Linked DNA regions of Canis lupus: region 2 is linked to region 1. Evidence: chromatin contacts called from public Hi-C data. All regions are on one chromosome and are shown on one strand. Each heading gives the region's core, a stretch centred on a gene start, on an enhancer-like site or on the middle of the called end of the contact. The rest is flanking DNA. Distances are from core to core; before and after follow the strand shown.

Region 1 (7,024 bases), core at 1,204-3,703:
TTGGAAGCTCTTGAGCTCAAGTTGTCTTTTGAATCTCTGTGGCATTTTTGACAAGCCAATTGATATAAAGAGTTAATTTGATCAACAGTTTAAATTTTGACCCATGAAACTTCCTTTTTTTAGTTTCTTTTAAGCTAAAACAGCCACTCCTCGTTGAACCCACCAGGCTGAAGAGTTTGCAGAGGGAAACGTTAGAAAAATGCCTTGAGGTCTCCCCACTGCCAGAGAGTGGCCCATAGCCTGGACTTGGGGTTTGTGAAGAAACTGCCAGTAACAGAAGAATAAAACAACAGAACAAAAGTGTTCTTACAATGGAGCTCAGGTTTTTCCTTTTATTTAAAGTTAGTCTAAGTCATTTCCCAAAAATTCATTTATTTAAGTGCATAACCGAAAGGCATTGAAGGTTACTGAGCTATTGAGGTTTAAAATTTTTTCTTAGATGTTATTGTTGAAAAGAGCTAAAAATGGCCTGAGTCATTTCCTTCTTCAGGCGCACACTTCCTCTATGTGGGCTTTTAAGAGCACATTATGGTATTTATTTAAGATTGGTTTCCTAATTTTAAATTTTGTGATGGAATCTATCAGATAATAGTTTTCAACTGAATATCTTAGACTTGGATTCTTAGATTTCCCCTCACATTCCATTTTATGTGCTAGTTTTTCTTCCTTGTATGCCTGTGGGTATGGCTATCACTGCCAAAGATTGCTGTCCTCAGAATTCTCACTATAAAAGAAAATGTTCTAGGTTTCTCCTATTTCCCAACTAAAGTCTTCATTTTATCCTCCTGTCTTGTAATAACCACCTGCAAATAATAGTGGATAAGGTGGCATTTTGAGATTTTTATTCCCTTTGGACCTTCTTTCCTCAGGTAATGAGCATTGTTCTCTCAAAAAAAAATATTGATCACCGTTTTCATCTGCAGATATATTAGAAAATGAGTATATATTAGACCATGTTATAGATCGTCAGTCCAGGCTTCTCACTGTACCATGCTCTGTTGATCCAAAGATGCAAAGACATGACTCCTCTGCACTTAGTGTGACATCTATCTGAGGGCACTGCTCATATAACAGAACATACATATATATGTATGTGAAAAATGACAGAGTGCCAAGTAATGTTTGTGGAATGTGGAACGGTACGTCTTTTCTGGAGGAGCCAGAATGTAAACAGAGCTTTGATGGACCAAAATCAGTAGGGATGAAGGTGAGGAGAACATTCTAGGCCAGTGGAACTATGCCCCCAAAGGGTTGGAGGTGGAGACACAGTGTTGTGCTTCCCTGAGACTGAGCCGAGCACCATGAGGTGGAGGCATTTGGAATACAGCGAACCAACTGGAATAGGTGCCATTCCATTCTTCAATAGGCTCTTTGAAAGACTGTGTGTTCTAGATAAGCTGACTGATTAGTAAATAAGTCAACATGGTAGGAGGTGGGTCAACGAGGTGAAAAAAAAATCAGGGGATCCCTGGGTGGCGCAGCGGTTTGGCGCCTGCCTTTGGCCCAGGGCGCGATCCTGGAGACCTCGGATCGAATCCCACGTCAGGCTCCCGGTGCATGGAGCCTGCTTCTCCCTCTGCCTATGTCTCTGCCTCTCTCTCTCTCTCTCTATGTGACTATCATAAATAAATAAAAATTAAAAAAAAAAAAAAAAAAAAAAAATCAGGTAGATGGAAATTACAAGAGAAGGGAAAAAGCATCATTCAGGAATTTGAAGATGTTCGGGGAAATAATTATGGGGTTTTACTTACACTGTGTTTGACACCCTTGAAAGCTTGACCTTAATTAGTAAGTGCTGCTTTACTCTCTTTGCTCTGACAGAAGAAAACATTGAAACGATTTGTGCTGCTTGCACACAACTTCATCACGCTTTAGAGGAAGGAAACATGCTTGGAAATAAATTTAAGAGAAGAAGTATTCTCCTGAAGACCCTATATAAACTAGTTGATATTGGTTCAGACGTGCTCAGCCTTAAACTTGCAAAAATTATTCTAGCAGTAAGTTTTTCTTTCCTCTGGTCTAGTAGACTGTAGCACATGAAAGTTTTATTTAACACTTTATTTGTAAATATTACAAAGAACATTAGAAATGTGGTGTGTGCGTTTAGAGTCTTGAAAAAAAATTCAGGTTAATAAATTGGCATCTCAGAATTTGACTAGGAAGTACTATATCCAAGGCACTAAGGCTGAGTACGTGGAAAATATTCAAATAAACTCCTGTATTTGGACCGCAGCTAGGTTTTTACAAAAGGTGACAATAGGCAAATCCATTCAAAACAGTTCTTCAAGTAACCTGACTGGTGATGAGTATCAGAGAATGCAAGCTGTGGTTTCTGCCCTACGGTTTCTGCTGAGTGCTGGATTCTGCTACATGATTTAATAAATAACTTAGGGTAACGTGGGCCACAGACACACTGGCCAGGTGCTTTATGAACCAGTGTGAACCAGAGAAACAGCTGCATGCGGTCATGGGAAGGTGGTAACAGAAGGCTCCCGGGAGGTGTTAGAAGAAAAGGCCAGACACCAAATAAAAGTCTGAATAAACTCTGTCTCGAACAAAATGATATCATTGTTTGAGGGGAGCACTTTGTTGTCCCAGCCATAAGCAGTTGGAAACAAGATAAGACACAGTTATTATAGGACCTTCTAAAAGAGCCGCTAAAACAAATGAATGAAGCTTTGTTTACCTGGTCTCATAAAAGTAAAAGCTATTATGTTAACACCCATAATTCATACAATTTAAAGTCTGAAAGTACACAGTGAAGGTGAGCATTGGCATACTTACTGAGAGTTTCGTGAGAATGCCCACGGTTCCTGATTTTGATGTGTTTCCCGAATATTCTGACTACAATAGTCTTTGCGATGCTTTTGGAGAAGCTACATTCTTATATAGCTGTCCTCACAAACGATTCACCCTCTTTTAAGAAGCTTTGATATGATATTTGACTCTGAAAGTAACATTTCTTTGAAATGGTGATTTCGGTAGCCTTTTACTCCCCTCATTGAGGGCAAGTGATTAATTAATCAGCTTTAATGAAACAAAAAAGAGCATGAGCCACAGAAACAATGGAATTTAAAGTTGTAGGTAGACTGTATGTTAACTAACGAGAATTTAAATAAAAGCTTGAAAAAAAAAGTGGTAGGTAGAGATGAAAAGATACCAGCGTGCTCACCCCATTTCCTCTCTGGCCTTGGATTTGGGGTGCCCCCTGGGCCCAGGAGAGCCCCTGTGTAAGGCTGGAAGTTTCCACCAGGGTAGCTGCCCTGGGTAGACCCACGCTGCCGGTTACTGAGGGATCAACGCGACCTTTGGTTGTTCATCTGGATCCTAGACATTTTGCTCCATACCAAGCCAAAAAAAATAGATAAATGAGAGAGAGAGAGAGAAAGGAAGAAAATGCCATGAATTCATCAATGCTTTGCAGAGAAAATATTATTTTGGTTATTAAGGGTGCCATTCAAATTAATTCTATGAATGACACAGTTGAACTATTTTAGGGTAAAAGGCTAAGTGATGTGCCAGGCGGTGATGGCATTCTGAACGAAATTTGATTAGATAAAGCTCTCTGTGGGACCTTGACTGCCTTGCTGAATGAATCAGGGGTGATTGTGCTAGGCTGCCCTCCCAGTGCAGAGATGGGCAGGCTGTTCCTTCTGATGAACTACAGAACCAGGTCGGGAGGGACCTTCAAGGCCATCAAGCCCGACTTCCCATCTGCTACCTGAATCTGCCCTAATGTTCCAAGCAAGACCTTGTTTTGCACAGGGCTTGGTGATGGAATTCTATGTAAGTTTTAAAAAGACCACATCATAAAAACTGTCAAAGGAAAAAAAAATCAGCAAAAAAAAAAAAAAAGATATATGGAACTAAGATGTTTTTAATATCTTCTCTAATTTCTGCCAATATTTTACCTACCAATTTAGCCTTACATTTACAATTATTTATAGTTAAACATATTCAGTGAACATCATGTCAATTGTTCTGACTTCTTCCTTTTTTTTTTTTTTTTTTGGTTAAGTAAGTTAGAGGTTTTGCCAGACAGCCATTTAATTTTAACCTTTGTATCAAAAGATCTTACAAACATGTACCAGTCTATATTAAGAATTTTTTGAGTACAAACATATATACTATGAATGCAACTATATTCAGGAGGCCAAAAAAAAAAATCTAATTCCCTATACAGAGGGTGAAAAAATAAAAACAACCCAACAGTCTGTCAACAGTGATTATATATAGTAATAGTATTATAAGTGTTTTAAAACTTCTCTTTAATTTTCCAAGTTTGCTTCAAATAGAAAAGACTGCTATTTTTAAGGTAAGAAATAAACCATCCCACTGCAAGAGCTTACTTTGTGCCAGGGACTCCTGACATTGGAATACAGGGAATAAAATTGTCCCTGCCTCCCCAGCTGGCATGTAGCAGGAGAGACTCTGATCAACAGAACACCCGAGGGGAGGCTGAGTACTGAGGGCACAGTGGAACGCACAGGAAAGGGAACGGACAGCGTGGGGCGGAAAGAGCCGTTTTATGTTAGGTAGTCTATGTTCCTTGCATATGATTTAATATTTTATTATCTTTTCACATCTCAGTCATAGTTTTACAGTCACCAAAAGAGAAGGTATAGGAATGTGCTTTGGATGTAAACTGACCTTGCAGCAGGCTTGGAAATGATCGTTTTTTTGTTTGTCTGATTTTTAATGGAAACCCTGATATATGTTGTTATTTTCCCTTTGTCACTTTTCACTAAAAACGGAAGACTTGGGGGGGGCGGTGAGGTTAGTTGTATTCATTTATTTCTTCAACTCATTTTATTAAGTATATATGTAACTCATGCTACATATCATGTAGCGCCCCCCCCCCCAAAGGCTCATGATGTAGTGGAAGATAGTTAACTAATTAAAATATATTCCCAAGTATTAAGGACAATATGAATTTCCATTGATGTAGAATTTATTTCTATTGTCTTTAGTCAGCTTATTTACTGGGTTTTTAAATAATTTTTTTGAATACCTGAACATTACATTTTTTTCTCATATCCTTTTCCCTTCTGAAAACAGAAGGAATCACCATCCTGCCTCATAGAACAGTTTCTGATGCTTCCACAACAGAGCTTCTCAGACTTGCACGTGCACTGGATCTCTGGGGAGCTTGTTCAAATGCAGATTCTGGGGGCACCTGGGTGGCTCAGTGGTTGAGCCGCTGTCTTTGGCTCAGGGTGTGATCCCTGGGGTCCTAGGATGGAGTTCCATATCGGGCTCCCTGCAGGGAGCCTGCATCTCCCTCTACCTATGTCTCTGCCTCTCTCTGTGTCTCTCATGAATAAATAAATACAATCTTAAAAAAAAAAAAAAAAAAAGCAGATTCTGATGCAACAGAGCCAGCCTGGCAGCCCAGGATCTGCATTTTTAATACTCACAGAGACTCCCCAGGTGCAAAATGGAAATGACAGTTCCTAAGTTATAAGGTCCCTCTGAGATAACCTGGAGAGGGCCCTGAGCAGGGAGGCAGAGGGATGCTGCGCTGCTCTGTGAATAATGCTTCCCTCCCTCTGCCCCTCAGACATGAGGCTGTTCATGCTGATCCTCATGTCTCCTACAGTGAACAGCACTGTGCCTGGTACACAGTAGGAGTTCATTAATATTGGTGGATCGAACACAGAATGAATCTTTAAAAACATGTCTGATAGATTCCATTATCTTTTTTTTCAACTAACTGGAAAGTCATTAATAAACAATATTGAAGGTAATTTTAAAGATACTTTTTAATGATAAAATAATGACCCATACGCCATCCTTTATCACACAGATGTATGTGTTTGCTCAAATGACCTCATTCCTACAAATATATTTTACATTCTTGCAATGGGGGCATATAATATTCCCATCTAACAGTAAGTTATAAATGTCTTCTTTTTAAACATGATATTCACAGTTACCCTTTCTGTGACTCCTTAATATGAATGGTATTGTTCCATAATTTATTAAATTATTCCCTAATATAGGACACTTAGGATATTTTTATTTTTAATTTTTACTACTTTAGACAAATATACAGCTAATTGAGACTACTTGATGTAGTTAGTCGTCCTCTACTGTGCTTTCTTTTTTTTTAAGTATAGTTTCTTATTGCCCCTGTGTTTAATTTACTTGAATATTTTTGTATGATTTAGAAGGTAATTTTAAGTTTTGAACACTACTTGCTATTATCTAAAAGCATTCCAAATAGAGCATCTAAAATAAATATATATGTGTTATCTAACCCAAGAATATTACTTTTTTGTTTTCTTTTATACAAACAATAGAGAATCATACCTTCCTCCTTTCTTATCTTTCCTTCACCCCTACTAGGTATTCTTTTCTAAATTAATCTAATCTGAATTTTTTTGTTATCCATCTTCCTTTACTCTTGTATATTAAAGCAATTACTCCATTTAATTAAATTGATCAACATCCTTCCCCCTTTTATCCTCATATACTCTTTAAAAAGTAACTAATAATCTCATTGTATAAGGATGAGACTTTATAAAGAAGTAAATACTTATCAGTAGAGCATGCTTACCCTAAGGATCATTTATATCATATTTACCATAAGTGAGGTAATTAAATACTATAGTTGGTAAATATGTAGCCTAAATTTAGAATTGTTCTTTATGTTTTAAAAATATACCCTTGCAGCACTTTAAAAATAGATGTTTGTGTTAAAAAATGATGGTGCATCTCTAATTCCCTCTGCAATAAAAACGTAAGTGTTTTCTTTCTCTGCAGCTTAAAGTGAGTAGAAAGAATCTTCTTAATGTCTGCAAACTTATATTTAAAATTAGCAGGAGTGAGAAGAATGACTCTCTGATTGAAAATGACAGCATTCTGGGTAAGTATCATTCGGTGCTACCCCTGAGCCAGTGTTGCCCTTGAGTACAAGTGAGAAATTGGGGAGCAAAGTTATCATTGATGGTAGCCAGAATATTTTATTTTCTAGTAATATCCAGAAAAGTTATGTGATGCCTAGTTTTGCTCTGTCCTTCTC
Region 2 (7,024 bases), core at 1,557-4,056, 150 kb after region 1:
CATGGAATCTATCTTTAAAAAAATGAGCAGAGGACCTGATAGACATTTTTCCAAAGACATACAAAAGGCCAACAGATATGGGGAAAGGTGCTCAACATCACACATCATAAGGGAAATGAAATCAAAACCACAATGAGATACACCTCACACCTGTAAGGATAGCTAAAATCAAAAAGACAAGACATAACAAGTGTGGTAATGATGTGGAGAAAAAGGAACCCTTGCACACTATTGGTGGGGATGCAAATTGGTGTAAGCACTATGGAAAATGGTATGAGAGTGCCTCAAAAAATTAAAAATAGAATTATTATATGATTCAGTAATTCGACTACTGGGCATTTAACCAAAGAAAATGAAAACAATATCTCACCTCCAAGTCCCTAACCCCTGACCACTTGCCCTGGGAAATGCCCATTGCCAGGTTATGAGCAGTCCTTTAAAGACATCCGTGACGTGAGGAACTAAGGCCTCCTGCCACTAGTTGTGTTAGCTTGGAAGCGGGTCTCTAGCTCATCCTAGCCTTCATGGGACCACAGTGCCAGCTATTATCTTGACTGCAACATCATGAGACACCCTGAGCCAGAACCTCCCAGCCAAAGTATTTTCAATTTTCAACCCTCAGAAACTGTGTGAGATAATAAATGTTTGCTGTTTTAAACTGACATGTTTCGGGTAATTTGTTATGCAGCAACAGATAACAAAACAGATGCCTTAAGGTATGATAGCCATTTGGTGACCCCCAGGATGAGAACCACATTCTAAGGATGGTGGAGGTTGTTACTGATATAGTTGAGCATCAGTTCTGGACTACCTACATTAAGATTTCTTGTCAAGGGAAATTTCTATCTGTTTAAGTCACTTACTAAAGTTTTCTGTTATTTGTAGCCAAACATATTCCTAACTGACATACTCAATTCCCAAAACCCAATTTCAGTTTCCAAAGGAAGGTTCCTTTTATTCAAGGATCTGCCTCTGCTCAGAAGCTCATACTTCTCCTATCTTCTAGAACCCAGCTATTCATTTTCTTGTATAGAAAAAATACCCAGGCTGTCCTGCAGACACTCCTGGTACTGAAAGGCAAGGACTAAAAGGACTAAGATTATCCCTTTCATTCAGAAAGCAATTACAACTATTTTAGTATAAAGCCTACTTTTTAAAAGATGACTCCCTTTGAGTACCCTTTTAAAAAAATGCATTTGGGGCAGCTCCGGTGGCTCAGTGGTTTAGTGCTGCCTTCAGCCCAGGGCCTGATCCTGGAGACCTGGGATTGAGTCCCACGTCAGGCTCCCTGCATGGAGCCTGCTTCTCCCTCTGCTGGTGGTGTCTCTGCCTCTCTCTCGGTCTCTTATGAATAAATAATAATAATAAAAAAATCTTTAAAAAATGTATTTGGCTATACTATAAAACAGAGAAGTCAGGAATGGACTGTGAACTGCATTATATAATCTACAGGGAAATAGGTATCTTGATGATACTCTGCTTTATCATATAGATTCTTGGAACATGTTTCAGCCAAAGAGCAGAAACTGGCTGTCTCTACCCTGAATGAAATACAGAAAAAGTAAGCTTCAGTTCCAAAAAAATGTCTCCTATAATCCCCACATCCCCCCTCTTAACTGCAAATCTCTCTCTAGATGCCAAAAGATGCCAGAACTGTAACGTATAACAGAAGGAAAGTTTCATTTGGCAGAGAGGTAAAAGTAATTTAGATCCAGTGACCTTGCTTTGTTTTTTCATTCCAAGTGTACAATTGCTCAGAGATAGAGGCAACACAGCCCCAGAAGAGGAAGAAAAATTACAGGAAATCCTGATCTACGTTTGTCCAAAATCATCAAACAATCTGGGTAACTGGTATTCACTCATATGATAGCTTTTAAGTTGTCAGCAACTCTTGGCAAATATAAGAATAGAAAGTAACTTCAGCGACTGAGCTCTCAAAGGCTTAGTTTTCTTATGGGTCTCTTGCCCTTAGAAAAAGGTAAGGAGGGGGAGGACCAATGAAAGTAAATTTAGCCAGAAAGTAAACCTTCTGCTTTAAGAGATAATGTGATCCACGATACCAGGCACACTATATTTGAGGAAATATTAAGATAGGGTTTTCTAGAATTTATATAACTTCAAATATATAAAATTTGTAGATAACACCTTAACATTTAGCCAATCCAAGGAAGCTGTTTCTTAAAATGTAATTTTAGAAAAACTGCAGTTTAACTTCAAGATGTAAGAAAATTCTAGGATCTCTGAAAGCAGCTGGAACATACTCCTAGATTCTAATGGTAGTTTAGTTATAGTCAACCAGGCACAAAATGGTGTTCTGCAGAAATGTGAGAGTTGTTATTCCAATGATCAGATTTGCTTTTAAAGTTTACTCAATTGCACATGTTCAGAACTAATATGACATGGATTAATAAGCCTAGAATATCTCTTTGATTCTAAAACATGGTCACCTCCACAATAACTACAACATATAAAAGGAGAACAGGCAGGCAAAATTTAAAATACTAGTTCCCATCTCACAGAGACCCACACAGCACTCTTTATACTTAGAGAAGCTGTCGTATTTATGCATTATTTTGCTTTTGATCTGTGGAATTTAGGATTAACTTCAGTTCTAATTTTTATCTCCCTTTCACTGCCCCACCAACCCTCCCAATAACTGACAATAACATATTGTTCTAAAAAGTTACTTATGATAATATTCCTGAGATTTTTCTGTAATTTGAGTGTGTCTTCTATTCACAGGAAGACAGGCCTAGACCATAACAATGAAAGTGAACTCCACCAGAGGCAGGACAATGTGAGTCAACTCAGGGACTTCCCCTTTGCTACACCATGGTACTCTTTGACCTACTTTGGTTTTATACAAGTCACCCCCTTAGTTCTCAGCCTAAAAACACCAGAGCTAGGCCTCTATTGAGAGCACTGTGCACTCATAAACAATAATGACAACATGCATACACATTTATATTTAGGAGTAAGCATCTAATCTGTGGAGAAAGCCAGGCTCTAAATAAAACATTAACAAATCTTAAATCATTGTTTTCCTGAAATATATTCTAAAACACTTAACAGGGGACTTTTAAGATACGTATTAGAAGAAATGTTGTAACAGCATTTTTAAACTAACACTTCACGTATGCATTCCTGATCCAGAGGAAAGCAATTACACCTTTTGTTTAAGGAATCTGTTTATAAAACTTGACAATTTCCAAATGCTAAGTCATTTTCCAATGGAAAAAGATACATTCTACCCTTTCTATGGATTAGTTCATTCAGTACAGTGGAATTTTATAAAGATTTTAGAAAAGCATCATGTGAAAATAAATATTAATGACAGTGAACTAATCTCTTTTAAGGGGAAAATCCCTTAAAGGCAAAGACAATTCTCTCCCTCCCTGCTTTTTGGGTCACAAAAAGCAGGCCATTAATGACTAAAATGAGTACAGCATCTGTAGGATGCTCCATTCTCCTTTAACTAAATGAGATCTGTACTGATTATGTCATTGAGCCACTAGTAAGTCTCTGAAAAATTTGTTACTGGAAGATAGCGATCTGTCCCCTAAGACAAGTGACCAAGAAAATCAGGAATAATCATAGGTTTTTCCTTTCCTTTTTCAGTGTCTCAGGAGGGCAAGTATATACTACACTCTAACCTTCCCTCCCAATCTTTTCATCAGAATAGAATGACTTCAAAATCAAATACATATAATAAGTGGTTAATTCAATAAATGTGTATGAGGCTTGATTTAATTTATAATTAAAATTGCTACTCAGAAAGTTAACATTTTGTTTAAAAATGCATTCAACTTTTGGAAATACTTTACACATATTATTTATAACTCAAATGTACACCTGATTTTCAAATGCACATAATCTAAAAGCAGCAAGTCTTTTCCAAATTAAAGCTCTCTTAGGAAAAAAACACATTGAACTAATATAGATACTTGTGAACCACATCTGATTCCACATATTGGACTTAAATAATTGAAAGGCTTGTTATATAAAGAAAAAAAGAGGCTTGACCAAAAAACTTTTTTTTCAACAAATTTAGTGACTTTGGAACTTTATAACATATAAAAGTGGAAAAATTTTTAAATTTTAAACTTTCAGTTATAAATATAAATTTATTTAAACAAAAACTAAATGGAACATATGAGAATTGATTTCGCCTAAATATTCTGCAGTAAACTTGATCTTCACTTTCCACTTTTAAATTAATCAATCTATTTTTTAGTTTTTACTAGGTGCCTCCTGATTGATGGAGAAATAAATGATGAGAAAGCCTGGCATGGTCTCTACCTACCTGAAGCTTTACTTTAGTGGAAGACAGACATTGATCCAAGAACCAAAAGTGATGAAAGTATGGTGCTTTGAAGAGTAGAGAGAATGGATCTAGTCAGGAAGGTCTGAGGCTGCTTACCTGAGGAAGTTACAACTGAGTGAGATTTCAAAGATGAGTAGGAGGAGTTTATTAAGTGAAACAGAGAGACGAGAAGCTCTTTCCAGGGGGAGGGAAAAGCAGGTAGAGAGACTTTCTAGTGAACAGTAAGCACTCTGAAGCACAGTACACTGGAAAAAGGAACTGCAGCTGGCCTGTGACCCTGGACCATTTGGGAAGAGTACAAGGAAGAGTACATTGCAAGATGTCAGGTCAGAGGTCACTGGCAGCCAGACCATGCAGGGCCTTAGAGGAAGGGTGACTATTCATTCTGGCTAACTCTTGTTGACCTGGCATCATAACCCATCTTCTCATAACAAATGTCCCAGTTTCAATGATAAATTAAGTGAGGCCATGTACAGAATTTTGTCCTTGCCTAAAACACCACTGGCAGTCATATAAAAGAATTTTAAAGCTGTGTGTGTGTGTGTGTGTGTGACAGAGACACAGAACAATAGCCATATTGCAACATTAATTTAAAACATGAAAGTAAATATACAATTGCTCTAGAGATCTCCCCCCCCCCCCTCTGTAAACTCTGAAATGTACTTCATGGTTGGCCTCAGGGGAAAAAAAAGACATCTGAAATTGTGCTCAGTGAATGGGCAATAAAACCTTCCACCAGAGAGAAGCTGCCCTTAGGCGCTTGGTCACTGTCCCAGTTCCCCACTGCCCTTAGAGGTTGAGTGGGCTTCTGGCCTGAAGATGGGGGGACAGGAATATGTCTGTCAGCTGCGGTGGAAATGCATATGCATTTATGTGAGATAGAGAAAACAACTGCCAGGATAGGCTCAAGAGTAATTGTTTAAAAAGAAACAGGCTGCAGGAGCTGTAGGGGTTGGGGGTAGGGTGGGAGAAAGTAAGGCAGAGAATGTAGAAAAGAGAAAACCTGAGGTGGTGGAAGGCCAGAAGGCTGCAGGAAGTAACAGACCAACAATGTGCCCCAAATTCCCCTTGGGCCTTACCCAGTATGCAGTTCAATGACTGCATACTCCAATGATGCAAAGGGAGGGGATGAAGGTGATATGGAAACGTTCATGAAGGAGATGATGGCAATCAAGAGAAAGTTTGGGGGACGACTGCTGAGGAATTGCACATCTTTACTGGAAACTCACTGTCATGACATTTAACAAATTCTTGAATCCTGAGATCCTTTTGAGATTAATACAATGACCACTACTGCTTTCCCTTTGCATTTCTCTGGCGTACCTTTGCTGATTCACTCTGTATCTGGTGAGTTTTCCGTTACATCTTCTTTTATTTTTTTAAGGTTTTATTTATTTATTTAAGTAACCTCTATATCCAACATGGGGCTTGAACTCATGACCCTGAGGATCAAGAGTGGCCTGCTCTTCCAACCGAGCCAGCCAGGGACCCCTTCTGTTACATATTCTAATCTGATTACCTTTCCACCCAGTTTATAAAATTTTCAGCAAGGAAGCTTTACTATATCTAGCATACCTATTTCTTTCAATTGCAATATTAACATCATTATGTTTCCTTAGTTTTAAAAAATTCATTCTTTTTAACCCTTCATTCCAATAACACTTAATTTAGTTGCTTTTCTGATGAATAAAAGATCATATAAACCCAGAAGCCTACAATCTGGATGTCCCACTGTTCAGCCTTATTCTTCAACAAAATAACTTGAACCTCAATGTCTCCCCATTCATCACAAATTCCCCTCTCATCCACAGAGATCGAGTCTACCTGGGCATAAAGGGACAGTTTCACCTTAACTGTGGGCTCTTCCGCACTGTAACCCAACTCATCTCCCTGGGCTCTCATGGCACTCTCCTTGCACAATGCCCACTTCACCATCATTGCCTAAAGCATGACTAATACGTAGCCACTGAGTGTAGAAGTTTACAAACATTTTGGAAGTAAAACAAACTACAGTATGTATAGAGTAAATCCTCTAAAAATGGATGCAATATGATTGTCCTCCAAATTCAAAGAACACAAGAACTAATGTAAATACTTCAAAGGGATCCATTTCATTGGCAGATTGTCATTCCAATGGCTATATCCTTATCTTTTTCCTCCCTCTCTCTAGACTCTCTCTTCCCTTGTTTCTCAGTACCTAAGTCACAAAAAATTCCCTCCCCCCATAACTGCTCTCATCTTGACTACTCACCAGAGCAGTTTATTTTGTAGCTTTCTTCTACCAGATTACCACCAAAGAACTACTCTTTTTACAACCCCGATCCATTAAGATGTCTTCCTAAATATAGGTATGCTAGATATTTTGTCTCTCCAGATCCTCTGACCGATTCTACCTCATTGTGTGCTTCAGAATGCTCACCCCTAGGGATTATATCATTGGGGTTCCCTTGCCATCCTGCTTATAATTAGGTTCTTCCAATGGGAGACACTAACAAATTGAAGGGCAGGAGGAAGAAGGTCAGGATATTCATTACCCCATTTTCCCCCTGCCAGGCTGTGGGCTAGTGGTGAGTATAATATTCCTCTACTGAAGGCCATAGACCCTGTTAGGCAGACAGCCTTCTTCTATAGCTGTAACTCACAGGGTTCCGGTAACTACTCCCAACCCTTGCCTCTTGAGGCTTGCATCTATTTAAGTGG

What was found. A called contact is a pair of places that touch in the nucleus more often than the background predicts.
Region 2: a Hi-C map of skin fibroblasts shows a contact between it and region 1, with 3 times the contacts expected there. The contact joins two enhancer-like sites. A contact is called at or near these places in 5 of 9 Hi-C or Micro-C datasets (amygdala, blood, liver and 1 more).

What each region holds. Positions count from the first base shown.
Region 1 is chr12:66,228,133-66,235,156 of UU_Cfam_GSD_1.0, forward strand. ARMC2 (armadillo repeat-containing protein 2) reads left to right here. Exons shown (of 18, transcript XM_038554882.1): 8 at 1,822-1,997; 9 at 6,766-6,868. Among named protein-coding and RNA genes, the nearest start is that of ARMC2, 50 kb to the left of the region's middle. Within about 2 kb of position 2,454, at least 2 of the 20 cell types and tissues checked have an H3K27ac peak or open chromatin away from gene starts, as enhancers often do.
Region 2 is chr12:66,381,240-66,388,263 of UU_Cfam_GSD_1.0, forward strand. The region is part of intron 1 of SESN1 (sestrin-1); the gene reads right to left. Among named protein-coding and RNA genes, the nearest start is that of SESN1, 25 kb to the right of the region's middle. Within about 2 kb of position 2,807, at least 5 of the 20 cell types and tissues checked have an H3K27ac peak or open chromatin away from gene starts, as enhancers often do.